Linked DNA regions of Sus scrofa: region 1 is linked to region 2. A link is a contact called in public Hi-C data. All regions are on one chromosome and are shown on one strand. Each heading gives the region's core, a stretch centred on a gene start, on an enhancer-like site or on the middle of the called end of the contact. The rest is flanking DNA. Distances are from core to core; before and after follow the strand shown.

Region 1 (5,398 bases), core at 1,231-3,730, 210 kb before region 2:
TAAAATAATTATTATTTACATAGCACCGTAAATGTATCCACTACTTGAGTCATAATCACTGTAGTTAGAGACAGAAAACAGCAATTATATAATCCAGTCAACCCCAGAAATGTATGTCAGCCAGGATCCCAACAGAGAAGGTCTGAGAATGAATTTCAAGCAAAAATAACAGGCACAAGGAATCACACCCCAGTCTCAGATTCCCATTCTCTTCCCTGTACTGTGGTTTTCATTCATTCATTCACTCACTCATTCATTCATTCACTCATTCATTCAACAAACTTCTTTTCTACATTGTTTACCAGGTGCCAGGCCCTTTGCTAAGGAACAAATATCTACAGGAATGAGAAAAGTTCCCTTTCTGAAAGCGTTCTTAGTTATTTAAAAAAGACAAAGATGATTACACTCAGAGTCCGCCTCCAAGGGACTTAGAATCTCATGGGAGTGACTTGTGTGTATATATAGAATACTCTAATAGAAGTATCATATGGAACAATAAAAACCTGGCAGTTACGGAACTTACTCCTTGGCAATTACAGAACTCTTACTCTGTGCTAGATGCTTTAATTTTTTATTTATTTATTTTTTGGTATTAATGTGAGGTCATTTATTTTATCTTGGCAGCAATGTGCTAGATGCTTTAGACATTATTTTATTGTACCTCCCCCAACAGCTTATTAGGTAGAAATGATTATTATTCCTTTTTTTATGGTTTTTAGGGCTGCACCTGGGGCATATGGAAGGTCCCATGAGAGGCGTCCAATCAGAGCTGCAGCTGCCAGCCTACACCACAGCCACAGCAACACTGGATCCTTAACCCACGGAGCGAGGCCAAGGATCAAACCTGCATTCTCATGGATACTACTTGGGCTCGTTTCCACTGAGCCACATTGGAAACTCCAGGAGTCATATTATTTTGAATGCAAGTTAATGCTCCTTGATCCCCATGGGTTAGTATTCCATTGTGCCATTGTTTGGGTTTTAGTGTTAGCTTCACAGAATAAATATAGGAGAGACAAAAACAGACGAAAATATCCTAAGGAACGTGAAACAGTCACAAGGTCTTCATTTGAAGGTGTTCTTAGCCATGTTAGCTACAAACGCAGAAGGATCTCACTAGACATTTTCTGTTGTGATAAGAAATTAAAATAAACAGGCTACATTCGAATGAAGTTTTATTAGGAAAAATCCTGTCCTGCATACATGTTTGGAAATAAATGGTAGGGTTTTTTTTTCCCCCCTTCTACTTTTCTACCCATCGAGTTATTTGCTTTAGAATAAGCCTCTGTATTTAATAAGCTCCATTAGGAATACATCTGCCAAAGGGTATTAAGTCCTTGAGGGTTTATTATAAATCTTATATTTCTTGGCCACACTGACAGAAACCCAGCCCAGGAACCCCCCTCAACCCAATTCCTGAAGAACTTCACAATGTCAGTTAGTCATCCACATCAATGACTTCATCCAGTACCTGGCCGAAACTTCGCGATCATTCTGCATCAGAACTGTGTCTGAGCCACATCTTGAGAGGGAAGGAATCAGGAAAATTACAGGAGGACCCAGGCGTGGACATGAACCAGCTGAAAGTTTTCCGGGAACATTTGAAACATTCTTTTTACACTTGTGACAAGTGACATGGCTTTTCTTAATGAGCACATGCAGCCAAAAATCCCAGTTCATACGCTGGAAGGAAAACAGTCCCGCAAACAGGCTGCATGGCTCTGAGAAATGTTACCAGACCCAGATGCTAAGAGCTGGCTTCTAAACACCCTGTTCTTAGACCACCTGGGTGTGGTGTCCAGGCCTCACCCTCACCTCTAGAAAAATCTCAGGGCCACCACTCAGGGTGGCTTGTCAGCCACCAAGAGCAAGCAACACCGTTAGCTTGAAGGGAAATGCAATGCGAAGGCTTCTAGCAGAGGAACTATATAAAGAATAATATTTTCCACATGGCTGTATTAAAAAAAAGCTCATTTAAAAAAAAAAAAAACTTGCAACTGTTATGGGAAATTCCAAAGTAAATGTACTTAAAATCTGGTAAATATTTTGCTGGGAAATTCACACTTTAAAGAAACGATCTTTGAGACTCCTGGGGATAGAGGGCATTCACCTGACATATTTTCAAATCAAAATGGCTGCTCTAAAAACATATACCTTCCAAGGAAACAGAAGGAGCCCTCCTTCCTGTGCTGGGGACATTTACTGCACACTCACAGTCCCTTGCCTAGACGTCAGATGCCAGCTGGCTCGAGCCCTATTCCTATTGGCCAGAGGAGAAAACTGTTTTGCTTTGTTTTGTTTTTCAGATTGTGATGGTCTCATCTGTTCCTTATTTTTCCTCTTCTACCGGGATTTTGTTTACAAGGGTCCCAGAAACCACAGGGACCGTGGATCTCCTTCTTGGCAGGGTCTGCACCCTAAGGGGCCAAAGGCGGGGTGTTCAGAACAGCCGCCCGTCCTCACCAGTGACTCAGGCTCAGCAACTGCCGCTCAGACTGGAAAGGATCCGGCCTTGTCTAAGAAGCTGCAGAAACACACATGCAGCATTTCCACATGCACATTCTCCCTCATCACACAGAAGGTCTCTGTTTTGCAGGAGGCTCTCCAGTGGCTCCATCAGCCACCATTCTGCCAGTTCATTCTGATCTTCTCCTTTCCTCCCTAGGCTGCAGAAAGTCAAGGTCAGAGCAGCCTTACCAGTCCCCCCAAACCATTATTTTTTGGCAAGATGCTTTGATAGTGGAACGAATGCCTGCCAAAGGCAATCTGGAGCCCTTACCTAGACACCCACACATTTGAGAGCACACCTATGACTTTCCAAAATAGAAGCCAGGGGAGTTCCCATTGTGGCACAGCGGAAACAAATCTGACTAGGAACCATGAGGTTGAGGGTTCAATCCCTGGCCTTGCTCAGTGGGTCAAGGATCCAGCGTTGCTGTGAGCTGTGGTGTAGGTCGCAGATGTGGCTGGGATCCTGCATTGCTGTGGCTGTGGTGTAGGACAGCAGCTGTAGCTCTGATTCAACCCCTAGCCTGGGAACCTCCATGTGCCACTGGTGCGGTCCTAAAGAGAAGGAAAAAAAAAAAAAAAAAATAGAGGAGCCAGGGAGTTCCTGTAGTATCTCAGTGATAACGAACCCGACAGGTATCCATGAGGATTCTAGTTCCATCCCTGGCCTCGATCAGTGGGTTAAGGATCTGTCATTGCTGTGAGCTGTGGTGTAGATGGCAAACTCAGCTTGGATCCCCCATTGCTGTGGCTGTGGATGTGGCGTAGGCCAGCAGTTGCAGCGCCAACTGGACTCCTGGCCTGGGAACTCCCACATGCCACAGTGGTGGCCCTAAAAAGCAAAAAAAAAAAAAAAAAAAAAAGTCAACCACTTATTTTAAAACATTTGTGTTATAATCTCAGTTTTGTTGGGTTTTATTTGTTTGTTTTTGCCTTGCCAACATGTGGAAATTCCCGGAACAGGGATCGAACCCGTGCTGTAGCAATGACCCAAGCTGCTACAGACAACGCTGGATCCTTAGCCTGTTGCACCCCAAGGGAATTCCAATATTCTGATTATTTTTTAAAACAACTATAATTAATTGCAAATTCTGCTTCTCTTCTATTTCCCTTGTCTCCCCTCCCCCCCACCCTGCGATTTAATATTCTCATGCTCATGTACATTTTTGTCCTTTTATAATCATGATTTATATTCATAAACAAAATATAGTACAGTTCTACAAATTTTAGAAGTTTATAACATAGTATTATCTTAAATCACAGTATCATGGTGTTTGTTTTTATTTCCAGTTTTGGTTTTTTTACTCAAAATTGTGTTTTTGAAAATTATCCATTTTGATGCAGGCAGCTCAAGGTCAGTCATTTTAACTGCTGAAAGCTGCTCCACATTGTGAACATCTCACAGTGCCCGTATTTAATTTCCTATTGATGGGAGTTCCCGTCGTGGCTCAGTGGTTAACGAGCCTGACTAGTACCCATGAGGACGCAGGTTCCATCCCTGGCCCCACTCAGTGGGTTAAGGATCCGGCGTTGCCATAAGCTGTGGTGTAGGTCACAGACACGGCTCTGATCTGGTGTTCCTGTGGCTGTGACATAGGCCGGCAGCTACAGCTCCGATTAGACCCCTAGCCTGGGAACCTCCATATGCCAGGGGGTGCAGCTCTAAAAAGACCAAAAAATAAAAATAAAAATAAAACTTCCTTATTGGTGGGTATGTCAATTGTTTTTGTTTCTTCACAGTCACAGACAGTACTGGAATAAACATTGTTTGTCCCCTGGAACCCATGTGCAAAAATTTCACTGGGGTGTGTACCCAGAAGAATTACTGCGTGTGAGGGTAGGAATATTTTTAGCCTTGATATAAACTGCCAAATTGCTCTCTAAACCAGTCATATTTATTTGCACACTCCCCAGCCTTTCATAAGCAGTTCCACTAGTCCACAGCCCAGCTAATATGTATTATTCCCAGATATCTCAGTTTTGCTAATCTTTTTTTTTTTTTTTTTGTCTTTTTGCCATTTTCTTGGGTCGCTCCTGCGGCATATGGAGGTTCCCAGGCTAGGGGTTGAATCGGAGCTGCAGCCACTGGCCTACGCCAGAGCCACAGCAACGCGGGATCCCAGCCACGTCTGCAACCTATACCCCCAGCTCACAGCAACACAGGATCATTAACCCACTGAGCAAGGGCAGGGACCGAACCCGAAACCTCATGGTTCCTAGTCGGATTCCTTAACCACTGCGCCATAATGGGAACTCCCAGTTTTGCTAATCTTTAAAAATAAAATAAAATAAAATAAAATAACAAGCCCTGGCTGGTTTTATTAAAGACAAATTGTGCATGATTTCCTCTTCACCAGTCTGTCCTGGCATGCTTCTGATATCAGAATCACCTGGATCAATGGTAGCCACTGTGCATGCTGTGTAGTATTTTCCACATGCTGTGCCCAATTCAATATTATTGGCATCGCAGTGATGGACACCAGTTTTGGCCAACTGGCCATAATTCTATTTCTGTAATTCTATTTCAGATTTCCTCAGGGCTGGGCAGTTGTTGGCAAGGATGATCAGTTTCGCTTTGCCTTGTCGGATCATTTTCAGAGTCTGCTTGTACCCCAGCACCTACTTTCCATTTTTCATAATGAGCTGGAGCCAACAATTGATTGCCTCCAGCAAATTTTTTGTCTTCTTTTCGGCCACCATCTTCCTGCTTTAGGTGCGGGACACCCCCAACCAAAAGCAGACGTCAAGATGGCCAGGGAGCCAGAAAGGTAGGAGTCCCCACAATGCCAAGCTCTTTGCAATGGACAGTTTTGCTAATCTTCCATGCATTAACCGATATCTTATGACTGTGTTGTTTGCATCTCCCTTGTTATAAATGACATTGAGGAAT
Region 2 (5,643 bases), core at 2,251-4,750:
TGCAGAGTATCCTTTTCTTGGTTTTATGGCCTTTGGAAGCAATGTCAGCGATTTCTGTAAGAACAATGTTATTTTTTTAATCCAGTTGGAATTTAGTACCTATTATGATCAATCTGGTAAATTTTTATTAAGTACTTACTACATGCGTGGCACTGTGCTGAGCCCTGGACCCAAGACTGAATAAAGATCACCTCTGCCTTGGAGGGACCTCTAGTCCAATCAGAGCTCCTCAGACTTGGGGGGGCAGTGGTCTCTTAGGAAGCCTGTTAGAAATTTGCCTGTGGGTGTTCCCATCATGGCTCAGCGGTAACCCAACTACTATCCATGAGGACTCGGATTCAGTCCTTGGCCTCGCTCAGTGGGTTAAGGATCTGGTGTTGCCACGAGCTGTGGTGTGATTGGCAGACTTGGCTCGGACCGGGCGTTGCTGTGGCTGTGGTGTAGGCCGGTGGCTACAGCTTTGATTTGACCCCTGGCCTGGGAACCTCCATATGCAGCAGGTGCTGCCCTAAAAAGACAAAAAAAAAAAAAAAAAAAAAAAAGTTTGCATGTGTGAGTTCCACTCCTGGACCACGTGATTGGGTAGGAGATTCTGATGTATCCTAACATTCATGGCACACTGGCTGGGGGCAGGCACCATTTGTACCAATGACATACCCCAGCTTTAGAGCTCCAGGACTCTGAAAGCTCTGGAGACCCTCTGCTACCCTGTTTCTGCACGCAGCTCTGAGGAGCTCAGGCAGGCTCCACCCTAAAGCGGGCGGCATGGGTGGGCTAGGTCCAGAGACAGATCCCTGTATATCACAGCTGATGCACAACCGAGTATTCTTGTTAAAATTTCTGGAGGCCCAGAATTAACCTTGGGTCCCTGGGGAACATCTTACTTTTAGAGTCTTTAAAATCAGAAAAATTTGATTGGAAAAAGCTACTTTTTTCATGCCTTATCTTACCTTATGGATCAGAGAAGCCTTGTCACTGTCTTCTCCTTTTTTTTTTTTTTTTTTTTTTTGCTTTTTAGGGCAGCACCTGCAGTATATGGCAGTTCCCAGGCTAGGAGTCAAATTGGAGCTGTAGCCTCCAGCCTACACCACAGCCACAGCAACTCGGGATCCGAGCCTCGTCTGGGACCTGCATCACAGCTCACGGAAAAGCTGGATCCTTAACCCACTGAGCGAGGCCAGGGGTTGAACCCGAGTTCTCATGGATATTATTTGAGTTCGTTAACCACTGAGCCACAGCGGGAACTCCAAGCCTTGTTTTCTTAAATCAAACTTTTCCATCTCTGGAAATGCCAAGCATAGTAAGTTCACAAGTGAGGTGATAATACAGAACACACTCTTGTGCTACTAAATGGGCAAAGTGCTGATGGGAAGACAGTCCCTAAATTCCAATAGTTTCCCATTTTTTTAGCTGCACATTTCCATAAACTGTTTCTATGATAGTCTTCCTGCCGCGCCTTATTTTCTTTCTCTCCAAAATAAAACAAAAGCAATGATTCAAATTCAAATGCATTTCTAAGTAACTTGGGTGAGGTCACCAGAATGAGTTTTGCTTTACACAATTTGAATCAGGTCAATCTGAAAAACAAGAGCAAGATTATGCAACTAAGATTGTGTGTGTGTGTGTGTGTTGAGGTAATTGGAACCATTTTAATGGAGTAGTGAGTGGTTAATAGAGAAACTAGTTGGTGAGACTTTTGTATCGAATTTGAACTTGCTATTTTTTAAAATTACTCAATGAATTTTTATTACATTTTATAGTTGTACAACAATCATCACAGCCAAATTTTATAGCATTTCCATCCCAAACACTCAATGCATTCCCCCCCATCCCCCAACCTGTCTCATTTGGGAACCATAAGTTTTTCTGAATTTGCGATTTCAACAAAGCCATTCTGAGCGCTTGTTGTGAGGACAACACTTACTTCAAGGGCATATATAAGTATTCTTTTCCCACATAGAATGCATGCTCCTTAAGGGAAGATCAAGATTACATCTTTCTTTCCTATCTCCTAAAAGAGGGGCAAAAAAGAAAGAAATGAGGGGGAATGAGGCAGGATTGAGGAAATAAGGGTCTAGCCCTTCGGGTTAAAGCAGTGTGTTTTTAGCACGATAAAAATGTCAGTCAGTGGAACTGGCTAGAGAGCTGGTCGTAGATATAAAAATACGGAATAATTACAGGAGTTCCCCTTGTGGCGCAGGGGAAACCGTGAGGATTCGGGTTCGATCTCTGGCCTCACTCAGTGGGTTACAGATTTGGAGTTGCCATGAGCTGTGGTGTAGGTCACAGACATGGCTCAGATCCCGAGTTTTTGTGGCTGTAGCATAGACTGCCGGCTACAACTCCAATCTGACCCCCAGCTTGGAAATTTCCATGTGCCGCAGGTAAGGCCTGAAAAAGCAAAGAAATAATTAAAGGATTAGGTAAGCATCATGAAGGGAAAGCAAGAATTAGTTAATAAACGGTTTTGTAATGCATTTAACCTGGCAGTTGACAATTGTTCCTTTTTTTTTTTTTTTTTAGCACCATGGCAGGAACTCCAACAATTGTTCCTTAAGCTTTTCTCTTTCCCTGTGCCAGTATTCAGAGACCCACTCTGGCCCCACACTGAAAGGAGCTGATCATCAAGTTGGCTACTTTGTTACAAGTGACCCATCCCCTGTGCCATGGCACTGAGGCTGACCTGGGAACCAACCTGGCTGAATTCTAGCGTGATGTGTATTTGCAAATTTACTAGACATCAACTCCTGGGAAACCAAAAGAGGGTAATTGCGTTTATGATCTGAAAGGACAGGGAGCATTTGGAAACCCTCAGCCACTCTGTTACTCTAGCGTCTAAGAGAGTAGCTGGCATCTAGCAGGTGCTGAACAAATGTTTGTGGACTAAATGACATATGTGTCCTTTTACTTTACGGGGGAGACCTCCGTGCTGCTGGCTGCGGCTGTTATCGCCTGAGCCCAGAGCTCCTTAAAGTATAAAGTCTTTACACCCAAGGTTCCCCTGGGAGCATTTCTCTGATATTTCCAGAGTGGAACCCTGGACCAAGAGGGGCGAGACTGAGGATTAAACAGAGCATATTCAAGACACAGGCAGAGACACTTCTAGCTTCCAAATGGCTGGCTGGCTGCTGCCTCTGGCAGCAAACACGGCCCTTTCCCCCAGGAATGGAACGGATGGCACAGACAATATTGAAAAGAAAAGGGAACGAGGCGTTCCCACTGTGGCACAGTGGGTTCAGAGGCACCTTGGAAGCGCTGGGAAGCAGTTTCAATCCCCAGCCTGGCATAGTGCATTAAAGATCTGGTGTTTCCCCAGCTATGGCATAGGTCACAACTATGGTTCAGATTCGATCCCTGGCCTGGGAGCTCCATAAGCTTCGGGCAGCCAAAAAATTAAAAAAAAAAAGAAAAAGAAAGAAAAAAAGTGGAATGAGCATTGGGCCCAGGGCCTTCCTTCCTCATGCTGGCTCAGCCAGCTGTCAGCAGGCGTTACGTCCTGTGTCTAACCAGAAAACTGTCTCCAGCCACTGCCTCTCTCCTGCCCTCCCCTCTGCCTGGAGTGGAAACCCAGCTTTCTTAGATCCCTGTTGTTGGAGCAAGGGGAATGGTGGACACGTGTGTGCCAAATGCCCAACGTTTTGGTTGATCCTGGCTTGGGAGAGATTATTTGCTGGTTGGGAGGGGGAGAGGAGACGGGGAAGAAAACTCAAGTCTCATTCTTTAGTGATGTGGAAATGTATTGCCATTGGCTCTTATTAGGTAGCTCTAAGCCAGTGATGAAAAAAATGTTTTCATTGGCAGGAGAACACTTTTTTTTTGGCTTTCTGCCATTTCTTGGGTCACTCCCTCGGCATATGGAGCTTCCCAGGCTAGAGGTCGAATCGGAGCTGTAGCTGCTGGCCTATGCCAGAGCCACAGCAACGCGAATCTGAGCCGCGTGTGCAACCTACACCACAGTTCACAGCAACGCCGGATCCTTAACCCACTGAGCAAGGCCAGGGATCGAACCCACAACCTCATGGTTCCGAGTCGGATTCGTTAACCACTGCGCCACGATGGGAACTCCAGCAAGAGAACACATTTTACAGCCACATCCATGCATGTCTGCTTTTGGGCAGACTGCAGAAACCTGTGGCTTCGGTCCCTCCTACTCCTCCGTCTAGGGAACCTACCAGTGGTTCAGGACCGAGCCCAGTGCCTGCGTTGAACATGAGGATTTTCTTGGCCACTCCGGTCCACACCGATTTTTCCATGATCTCAGCCTTGTTGCAGTTACCATCTTCACCACAGTCAGAGCAGACGTACTGTAACGTGAAAGAGGCTTAGGCGTTAGAACTTCTAATAATATGGTCCTTGCGTAGGCTCATGTGGTCATATGCTTTTGATAAAAGTGCAAATGTTGGACTTCCCGTTGTGGCACAGTGGAAATGAATCTGATGAGTAACCATGAGGACGCAGGTTCGATGCCTGGTCTCGCTTAGTGGGATAAAGATCCAGCATTGCCGTGAGCTGTGGTGTAGGTGGCAGATGTGGCTCCAATTAGACCCCTAGCCTGGGAACCTCCATATGCCGTGAATACAGCCCTAAAAGGCAAAATAAAATAAAATAAAATAGAATAAAATAAAATAAAAATTGCAAATGTTAAAATATTTTAACTGCCATGGGCATATTGTCTCCACCGACTTGCTTCCCCCTCCATCACTTTTCCCTCCAGCAGATGTGTGTCGATGGAGAGGCTCTGGCATTTGGGGGACTCCAGCTCTTTAAGAAGTTAAGTTAGAGCTATATTTGTTTGGAGTTCAATGGATCTGTGCATGTGGTTCACACATTTCTGTGTTGGTTATTCTCGGGTAAGAATTACTTCCAGGAATACTCGGGATGTCCTCGATACATACTCATCTGCCAGCACGAGTCCGATTGCAGTATCAGCGTGTCCCACTGCACCTGACACTGGAAGAGAAAAAAACAGAGTCCAAATGTGCAGAAACAGAAACTAGACTGGGGAAATTTTTTTTTTTTTTTGGTCTTTTTGCTATTTCTTGGGCCACTCCTGCGGCGTATGGAGGTTCCCAGGCTAGGGGTCGGGTCGAATCGGAGCTGTAGCTTCCGGCCTACGCCAGAGCCACAGCAAGGCGGGATCCGAGCCGCGTCTGCAACCTACACTACAGCTCACGGCAACGCTGGATCCTTAACCCACTGAGCAAGGGCAGGGACCGAACCCGCAACCTCATGGTTCCTAGTCGGATTCGTTAACCACTGCGTCACGACAGGAACTCCGGGAATGTTCTTTAATCCTTAGAGGTACAAAATTATAAATGGAATATTTGGTTCTGATTGACGTCCGCTCAAGACAGAAATTACCTTCAGCTTTGATCCCTGGCCTGGCTCAGTGGGTTAAGGATCCGGCGTTGCCGGGAGCTGTGGTGTAGTTGCAAAAGCGGTTTGGATCCTGTGTTTCTGTGGCTGTGGTGTAGGCCTGCAGCTGTTAGCTCCAATTCTACCCCTAGCCTGGGAAACTTCATATGCTACTGGTGCAGCCCTAAAAAAACAAAAAATAAAATAAAATGAGAATCAGGAATTCCTGTCATGGCACAGTAGGTTAAGAATCTGACTGCAGTGGCTCTGGTCACTTTGGTGATAAGG

What was found. Hi-C and Micro-C count contacts between places; a contact is called where the count stands out from the background.
Region 1: a contact with region 2 is called in a Hi-C map of subcutaneous adipose tissue, with 2.0 times the contacts expected there. The contact joins two enhancer-like sites. A contact is called at or near these places in 1 of 5 promoter capture datasets (liver), 26 of 47 Hi-C or Micro-C datasets (alveolar macrophages, blood, brain and 13 more) and 2 of 2 datasets of contacts at active chromatin or transcription factors (alveolar macrophages and skeletal muscle).

The regions. Positions count from the first base shown.
Region 1 is chr8:40,938,228-40,943,625 of Sscrofa11.1, reverse strand. It overlaps the pseudogene LOC100739256. Among named protein-coding and RNA genes, the nearest start is that of PDGFRA, 26 kb to the left of the region's middle. Within about 2 kb of position 2,480, at least 14 of the 83 cell types and tissues checked have an H3K27ac peak or open chromatin away from gene starts, as enhancers often do. A contact at or near this core is called in mesenteric adipose tissue and subcutaneous adipose tissue, where this site is marked.
Region 2 is chr8:40,733,103-40,738,745 of Sscrofa11.1, reverse strand. No RefSeq gene overlaps it. Among named protein-coding and RNA genes, the nearest start is that of CHIC2, 110 kb to the left of the region's middle. Within about 2 kb of position 3,500, at least 17 of the 83 cell types and tissues checked have an H3K27ac peak or open chromatin away from gene starts, as enhancers often do. A contact at or near this core is called in mesenteric adipose tissue and subcutaneous adipose tissue, where this site is marked.